2 separate regions of the Bos taurus genome follow, and region 1 is linked to region 2. A link is a contact called in public Hi-C data. All regions are on one chromosome and are shown on one strand. Each heading gives the region's core, a stretch centred on a gene start, on an enhancer-like site or on the middle of the called end of the contact. The rest is flanking DNA. Distances are from core to core; before and after follow the strand shown. Region 1 has its middle 11 kb from the start of PTGS1. Region 2 has its middle 18 kb from the start of TTLL11.

Region 1 (3,977 bases), core at 929-3,428, 220 kb before region 2:
GGGCAAAAGGCTCTGGGTTTTTTTACAATGGCACCCCATTCCAGTACTCCTGCCTGGAAAATCCCATGGATGGAGGAGCCTGGAAGGCTGCAGCCCATTGTGTCGCTGAGGGTTGGACAGGACTGAACGACTTCACTTTCACTCTTCACTTTCATGCACTGGAGAAGGAAATGGCAACCCACTCCAGTGTTCTTGCCTGGAGAATCCCAGGGACAGGGGAGCCTGGTGGGCTGCTGTCTATGGGGTCACACAGAGTCGGACACGACTGAAGTGACTTAGCAGCAGCAGCAACAGCAGCAGGGAGCAGAAGGCTCTGTGACTGGCTTCCCTGCCACATCCACCTGGCCCTCTTTCCACTCCTGGAAGGCCCTGCCTTCCTTTCCCTGCCTTATGGCTCAGTCCTTGCTCATCTCTGTATCTCTTTCCCTCTCTTGGTCATTATCTCTGTGTATGAGTGGCCTTGTTGCCTCTTCTCTATCTTGGACACGCTCTTCCTCTTTTACTCTCTCATGTGGTTAATCTTCTTGCTGACCCTCCTCTGTCACTATTTCTGGTACAATCAGCTTCATGTTCGATGCTCTGGCTGGGGAGTTAAGTTCTCCCTCCATCCCCTCTGCCTCTTTCTGATGGAGAAACCCACAGTCACCCAGGCACTGCCTGGGAACCTCTCCGGCTGCTGAGTCAGGCCTGAGGCCACCTGCACCTGCGCTGAATCTGCTTCCCTCAGAAGGAAGGAAAGCACAACTCTACACCTTAGAACCTAGAAGGGGCTTTCGGCCCATCTTCCCATTTTATGGATGGGGAAACTGAGCCCCGGAGGCTGCAGGGGCAAAGCCTAAGATCATTCAGAGACAACAGAGTGAAAACGAGGCCCTCCTGAGCTGGAGACCCCAGACTCTGAACCTACAGGAAGAAGGCAGGGAGGCCAGACTGGTGGGAGAACAGTTGTCTCCACCCTGGAAGCTGTCTCCAGGACCGAGAGAATTCTGTCCTTTCCCAAAGCATCTCAGAGCGGTGCCTCCGTCTGTCTGTCTAACTCTTAGCAAAGTGTATTCCCTGAGTGGGGTGGGGAAGAAAGGAGACAAGAGGCAACCTAGGTGCCCCTCTGGTGAGGGTCACTTACCGCTGACCGTGACCTTTCCCATCTCTTGAGGTCGGGACCCAGCCCGGCACAAAAGCACAATTCTGAAAGCACGGCAGGGAAGGCGTCACGGGCCCAGGGGAAAGGAGGAAGCCGGGCTTTGGCCTCCAGCAACAGAGCCGCAGCCTGTGAGGGTCAGTGCGGGGGTTTCAGCCAGACAGAATCTAGAATCCAGCCACTGAGGCACAGCTCCCCCAAACCACCCTGGTCCCAGGGAAGGGTGAGCATGCAGGCCCAGCACCAGGAGGATATTCCTCCCTGCCCCCACACCCCTACACACCTCCTCTGGCCTCCTGGTCAGCCCAGGCTCCAGCAGGAACCAAGCCACGGCCAGCCAGCGAGACGGCCCTGCCCCAGCCCAGAAGGCAGGCCCCAGCTCTCTCCTCCTTGGCTGGGACTGGCTGCACCTGTAACTACTCTGAGATGCTCTCTCAGCACCTCTGAGTTCCTGGGCAGGCGCCGGCCCGCCTTCCTCGGAATTCTAGGCTGTCTGAAAATAGCAAGAAGAGAGGACTGTGGTCTGTGTAGTGGGCAGAGAGAAGCTGGGACAGGGCAGAATGGGGGCAGGGTGAGATTCTAGGCACAGGCACAGACGCCACCAGGACTGGTGCTGACCTGATCTCAAGTACCCTCCACCCCCTCCCATAAGCCCCAGCTTCCTGCTTTTCTGTAGAAAGGGCCCAGCCCTTTCCACTGAACAGATCCGGAGACCCAGAGGGGGAAGCAGGGGGCCCCGAAGACACAGAGCAGAAGCTGGGGCTCCTGGTCCTCAGACTCCCGCTCCGTCCTCAGCAAGCTCTTGGGGTGGAGTTCGGGTTGGGCTCTAGCTGCCTCATCTGCACAAGAGGCCCAGTTCAGGAGGTTCTCTCCCCACCTGAACTGTTGCAACCCCAGGAGAGCCCTGGTCCTCAGAACCCACAGCGGAGCCTGTCTAGCTCCCTCCCAGAGGCCCTGGGAAGGCAGGTCCCCTCCCTCCCTCTGCCTTTGCCTGGGCTGGCTCTTCCTTCCTCTTTTCCCCAGCACCCCTCTCCCCACCCCCACCCTGGGCCCCACAGAGCTGGGGAGGAGGGGAAACAGAGGGCGAATCTGAGGCCCTGCTGAGCCTCAGGGCAGGCCAGGTCCCCAGGGGTGAGCTCACTGAGCTGACCTCATGCACTCCCACCCACCAGGCAGTCTGCATCTTGGAAGGTCCTGGGGACAGTGGGACTCTGAAGTCAGCTTCCCCAGCTCCCCGCTGGCCCTACCATCTCGGGATCTCGTGACACGAATTGTTTCCTCTGCCCGATGGGCCTCTTGCAGGTGGACCAGCTGCCACCACCTTCCCTGGAAGTAAGTTTGTTTCAAGAGGCTACAAGGGCCACTTCCACCAGGAAGCATGAGTCCTGCCTCTGTTCTTACTGGGTGGGGGACCCGTGTGGCTGCCCTGTGTATCTCTTCCTTTGGTTGATCTCTGTCGGTATCCTTTCCCTGTAAGAAACCACAACTGTGAGTATCAGAGCCTTCGGTGAGTTGTGTGAGTCTTTGTAGTGAATGACCAGACCTGAGGGCACCGCCCAGACTTGCTGTTGGTGTCAGAAGTGAGGCAGCCTCGTGTGCAGACTGTGCCCTCTGACCTTGTAATTGGCCCCAGCTTCCTGCAGCTTCGACCACTGACTCCTCACCATAGCCCTCTGACGGAGGTCCTGTCATCATGGAGGCTGTTTTACAGACTGGGGAACTAAGTCGCCTGATCAAGGGTGCACAGTTGGCAAATGAGAAGCAGGTGAGATTTGAGAGCTGGCAGCCAAGCCCCGGTGGCTCAGTCATAAAGAATCTGTCTGCAGTGCAGGAGACCGGGGCTCGTTCCCTGGGTTGGGAAGATCCCCTGGAGAGGGGAATGGAAACCCACTCCAGTATTCTTGCCTGGAGAATTTCATGGACAGAGGAGCCTGGTAGGCTACAGTTCATGTGGTCAAAAGAGTTGGACACAACTGAGCCACTAATACACACACAGCACCAAGCCCTGGTGGCTCAGTCAGTAAAGAATCTGCCTGCAATGTAGGAGATCAGGGTTTGATCCCTGGCTGGGGAAGATCCCCTGGAAAAGGAAATGGCAACCTGCTCCAGTATTCTTGCCTGGGAAATTCCATGGACAGAGAAGCCTGGAGGGCTACAGTCCATGGAGTCACAAAGAATCGGACACGACTTAGAGACTAAACAATAATGACAAATTCCAGCATTAATGATCCTGGAGTCCCGAAGAGGTTAATGTCCCCGAACAGGGCTGACCCTGCCCCATGACACAGGGTCCCTTGTACAGACCAGGACTGCTGCTAGATCCAGAGCCAAGGTGGCCCCTGCCCCTACCTCAGAGTTGCCACCAGGTGGCAGCAGAGGCCGTCTTTTTCCAGGAAGTCTGTCTAGCAGAGGAAGAGGTGAACCTCTCTGCTGGGGATGATGACCCACTGGGGAGACCTGGGGAAACGGGCCTGGGGCCTCATCCAGCGGGCTATGAACCTGAATTCCTGCAGGTACAGAGTCAAACAGCCCTGATCTAGGAGGCAGGAATCCTGGGTTCTAATACCGCCTGTGACCCACACCTGCTCCTCTCTGAGGCTCAGGTTTCTCGTCTATAAAGAGCCCAAACCCTTCATGAGAGCCAGAAGCTGGCAGAGGCACTTCTAACCTCCTCTCTGGCTTTCTACCCCTAATAGATGAGGCTCTCAAATATATCTGCAGAGACAACACCTTTTTTTTTTTTTTTAACAAAATCCTAAGTGCTCTTCACCCATCCCATGTACAGAGGAGAGATTTATACTGACCTGCTCTAGTTAGGGTGGAGGTTGGGGACCCTTAC
Region 2 (4,293 bases), core at 1,371-3,870:
TAACTTTGAACATATTCAGTGAGCACTTAATACAAGTTAGCTTTTCTCATTGGACCACTGTTAATTCCCCTTTTACGTATCAGGAAACAGAGGGTAAAGGAAATGGATAGACTTGTCCAGGGCAGACATCGTCAGCCAGGGGTCCTTTTACTCTTGGGGGATGTTAGTTAATGTTTGGAGACATTCGTGGTTGTCACATCTCAGAAGGTGCTACAGGGATGCTGCTAAACACCCTATGAAGCAGAAGACAGTCCCCCCGGTCTTACCCAGGAGGGTGTGACCTCTGTCCTTACCTAGGTCAGGCCTCCACAGGGGAAGGGAGTCCAGCCTCCATCCCCTGATGGCAAGAAGGTTGAGGCTGAGAGGCTTTAGTCTGATTTCAGTTCAGTTCAGTTCAGTTGCTCAGTCGTGTCCGATTCTTTGTGACCCCATGGACTGCAGCACGCCAGGCCTCCCTGCCCATCACCAGCTCCTGGAGTTTATTCAAACTCATGTCCGTTGAGTCCGTGATGCCATCCAACCACCTCATCCTCTGTCATACCTTTCTCTTCCCACCTTCAATCTTTCCCAGCATCAGGGTCTTTTCAAATGAGTTCTTCGCATCAGGTGGCCAAAGTATTGGAGTTTCAGTTTCAACATCAGTCCTTCCAATGAATATTCAGGACTGATTTCCTTTAGTCTGATGTAGTAATCCCACTAAGAAGTCTGAGCCCAAGCCTGGAAGGGAGGGGGGTGGTGCAAGGTGGTGGCCATGACTGCCCTGCTCTGCTGCCCCTCGGGGCATCCTGTCTGAGTCCTGGACGGGATCAGGCTCCGAAACAAGAGGGTCACGCAGCCCAAGGTCTGGAACTGCAGGACTGGGTCCCAGCTTTGAGGCCTCCTGGCCCTGCTTTTGCCCCACAACCCCTGCCCCTCTGAGATGGCCAGCTGGCAGATACCACCAAGAGGTGAGGCTCACATGATACATGGGGGGAACCCCACCCTCAGCAACCCCACCCACTCCAGCCACGCCCCTGACCCATCATTTGAAGGCTGATGTGCTGCACAAGAGTGGTATTTTGCTCCCAGAGACGCCTGGTGGCTCAGAGGGTAAAGCGTCTGCTTGCAATGCGGGAGACCCAGGTTCCATCCCTGGGTTGGGAAGATTCCCTGGAGAAGGAAATAGCAACCCAGGCAAGTATTCTTGCCTGGAGAATCCCATGGATGGAGGAGCCTGGTAGGCTACAGTCCACGGGGTCGTAAAGAGTCGGACACGACTGAGCGACTTCACTTTCTTTCTTTCTTTCATTGGTACAAGACATCCGTAGGGTCTCCAGGGACAGCTCTGAAGAGGCTAGGACTGCTACTGGCCAAAGATCAGCCCTTGAGGTCCTTGGCTGGGCAGCTGCCGGAGAGAAGATGTCCTTGTCTCTCGAGGAGTCTGGCTACGTACCCCAGGAGGTTGGCCTGAAGCCTCTGTCCTGGGCTGGCTGGCAGGGGTGGGCGGCTGCAGACAGACCCCTGCAGGATCTGGTGGGTTCATCTGCCTGCTGGAGCCGCTTCCTTGTGCAGCCCCCAAAACGAGGAGCTGCTGGGAGGCAGACCAGGAGACCAGGCAGAGAATTCAAGGTCATGTGGAAGGATGACCAGGGTTGGGGGAGCACAGAGCCTGCTGCTGCTGCTGCTGCTGCTAAGTTGCTTCAGTCGTGTCCGACTCTGTGCGACCCCATAGACTGCAGCCCACCAGGCTCCCCCGTCCCTAGGATTCTCCAGGCAAGAACACTGGAGTGGGTTGCCATTTCCTTCTCCAATGCATGAAAGTGAAAAGTGAAAGTGAAGTCGCTCAGTCGTGTCCGACTCCCAGCGACCCCATGGACTGCAGCCTACCAGGCTCCTCTGTCCGTGGGATTTTCCAGGCAAGAGTACTGGAGTGGGGTGCCATTGCCTTCTCCAGCACAGAGCCTAGAATGACGCATTTGTTTGCTGAGGAAAGGCCATTGGAGCTGGGCTTTGAGGGCCAAAAAGTGGCAGGAAGGCCAGTGGAAAAGCTGGAAAATGCCAAGACAAGAAGGGGAGAGGGGATAGCCTGTCTGGGGAGCCCTCTGTGGCCGCGGAGGATGGGTAGCCTGGGAGGCAGGCACTGCAGAAGGTCCTTGGTTCAGAGACCTGGGGATTATCTGAAAGGGTTGAGGACCCAGAGCAAGGGCAGGAAGAGAGGAACTGAGTTCAAGTGCATAGGACTTCATAACCCGACACTGCTAGTTCACAAGGTGTCGGGCGCATGGCAGCACTGTAGGAAGCTGTCTTATCCAGGAGGGCGTGGCCTCTGTTCTTAGCCAGGCCCGGCCCCCACAGCCTACGGGTCGCGGGGTGGTCCACCCTCCACCCAACATCAGAGATGCCGCCGGGGCCGGGACGACGGGAGTGGAACACGTTGGACAAAGTGGCCATTTTCCAATCCTTAGACTCGGGCAATTTCTGTTTCTGGTGGAACAGATGACAAAAAGCAAAAGTGGAAACACGAGAAACAGATGCTGCGGCAGAAAAAAGGCAGAAACAGACACGCCGAGCAAGGGAGAGATGAGTGGATAGGACCGCTGTAAAGCAGGCAGAGACAGAGGACAAAGAGAGATGTGGGAGGGGCAGCCGTGGGGACACACCCAAGGAGGGGGCGGAGCTGGGAACGGGAGGGGAAGGGAAGCCCTGCAGAGGCAGGGGAGCACGGGCTGTATCGCACCCCTGCCCCAGCGAAGCTGTGGACCACGCCTGGGATGCTGGCCCCAGGAGGGTCACGTCAAGACACTGCAGAGGGCCTCTGCTCCTGAGTGTCTTGGGGGCGACGGAGGCTGTCCTCTCCTGTCTGTAGTGCTGAGCCAGCCCTGCCCTTTCTCCACACCTCTTCCCCATGGGGGCTGTCTCTCCCCAGGACAGCCCTGCTGAGATTTGAAGATGCAGATAGCCATTGAGTTCCCCCAGTCTCTTACATTATGCATTTACTGACCTTGTGTGCGCTAAGTAAATGCATAATGTAAGAGACTGGGGGAACTCAATGGGGGATCTGACAGAATGTGGTCCACTGGAGAAGGGAATGGCAAACCACTTCAATATTCTTGCCTTGAGAACCCCATGAACAGTATGAAAAGGCAAAATGATAGGATACTGAAAGAGAAACTCCCCAGGTCAGTAGGTGCCCAATATGCTACTGGAGATCAGTGGAGAAATAACTCCAGAAAGAATGAAGGGATGGAGCCAAAGCAAAAAAAAAAAATACCGAGCTGTGGATGTGACTGGTGATAGAAGCAAGGTCCGATGCTGTAAAGGGCAGTATTGCATAGGAACCAGGAATGTCAGGTCCATGAATCAAGGCAAATTGGAAGTGGTCAAACAAGAGATGGCAAGAGTGAATGTTGACATTCTAGGAATCAGTGAACTGAAATGGACTGGAATGGGTGAATTTAACTCAGATGACCATTATATCTACTACTGCGGGCAGGAATCCCTCAGAAGAAATGGAGTGGCCATCATGGTCAACAAAAGAGTCCGAAATGAAGTACTTGGATGCCATCTCAAAAACGACAGAATGATCTCTGTTCGTTTCCAAGGCAAACCATTCGATATCACAGTAATCCAAGTCTATGCCCCAACCAGTAATGCTGAAGAAGCTGAAGTTGAACAGTTCTATCAGGACCTTTTAGAACTAACACCCAAAAAGGATGTCCTTTTCATTATAGGGAACTGGAATGCAAAAGTAGGAAGTCAAGAAACACCTGGAGTAACAGGCAAATTTGCCTTGGAATACGGAATGAAGCAGGGCAAAGACTAATAGAGTTTTGGCAAGAAAATGCACTGGTCATAACAAACACCCTCTTCCAACAACACAAGAGAAGACTCTATACATGGACATCACCAGATGGTCAACACCGAAATCAGATTGATTATATTCTTTGCAACCAAAGATGGAGAAGCTCTATACAGTCAGCAAAAACAAGACCAGGAGCTGACTATGGCTCAGACCATGAACGCCTTATTGCCAAATTCAGACTGAAATTGAAGAAAGTAGGGAAAACCACGAGACCATTCAGGTATGACCTAAATCAAATCCCTTATGATTATACAGTGGAAGTGAGAAATAGATTTAAGGGCCTAGATCTGATAGAGTGCCTGATGAACTATGGAATGAGATTCGTGACATTGTACAGGAGACAGGGATCAAGACCATCCCCGTGGAAAAGAAATGCAAAAGAGCAAAATGGCTGTCTGGGGAGGCCTTACAAATAGCTGTGAGAAGAAAAGAAGTGAAAAGCAAAGGAGAAA

What was found. Hi-C and Micro-C count contacts between places; a contact is called where the count stands out from the background.
Region 1: a Hi-C map of an unstated tissue shows a contact between it and region 2, with 8 times the contacts expected there. The contact joins two enhancer-like sites. A contact is called at or near these places in 3 of 11 Hi-C or Micro-C datasets (liver, skeletal muscle and an unstated tissue).

What each region holds. Positions count from the first base shown.
Region 1 is chr11:93,222,887-93,226,863 of ARS-UCD2.0, reverse strand. No RefSeq gene overlaps it. Among named protein-coding and RNA genes, the nearest start is that of PTGS1, 11 kb to the left of the region's middle. Within about 2 kb of position 2,178, at least 15 of the 102 cell types and tissues checked have an H3K27ac peak or open chromatin away from gene starts, as enhancers often do.
Region 2 is chr11:93,001,173-93,005,465 of ARS-UCD2.0, reverse strand. No RefSeq gene overlaps it. Among named protein-coding and RNA genes, the nearest start is that of TTLL11, 18 kb to the right of the region's middle. Within about 2 kb of position 2,620, at least 9 of the 102 cell types and tissues checked have an H3K27ac peak or open chromatin away from gene starts, as enhancers often do.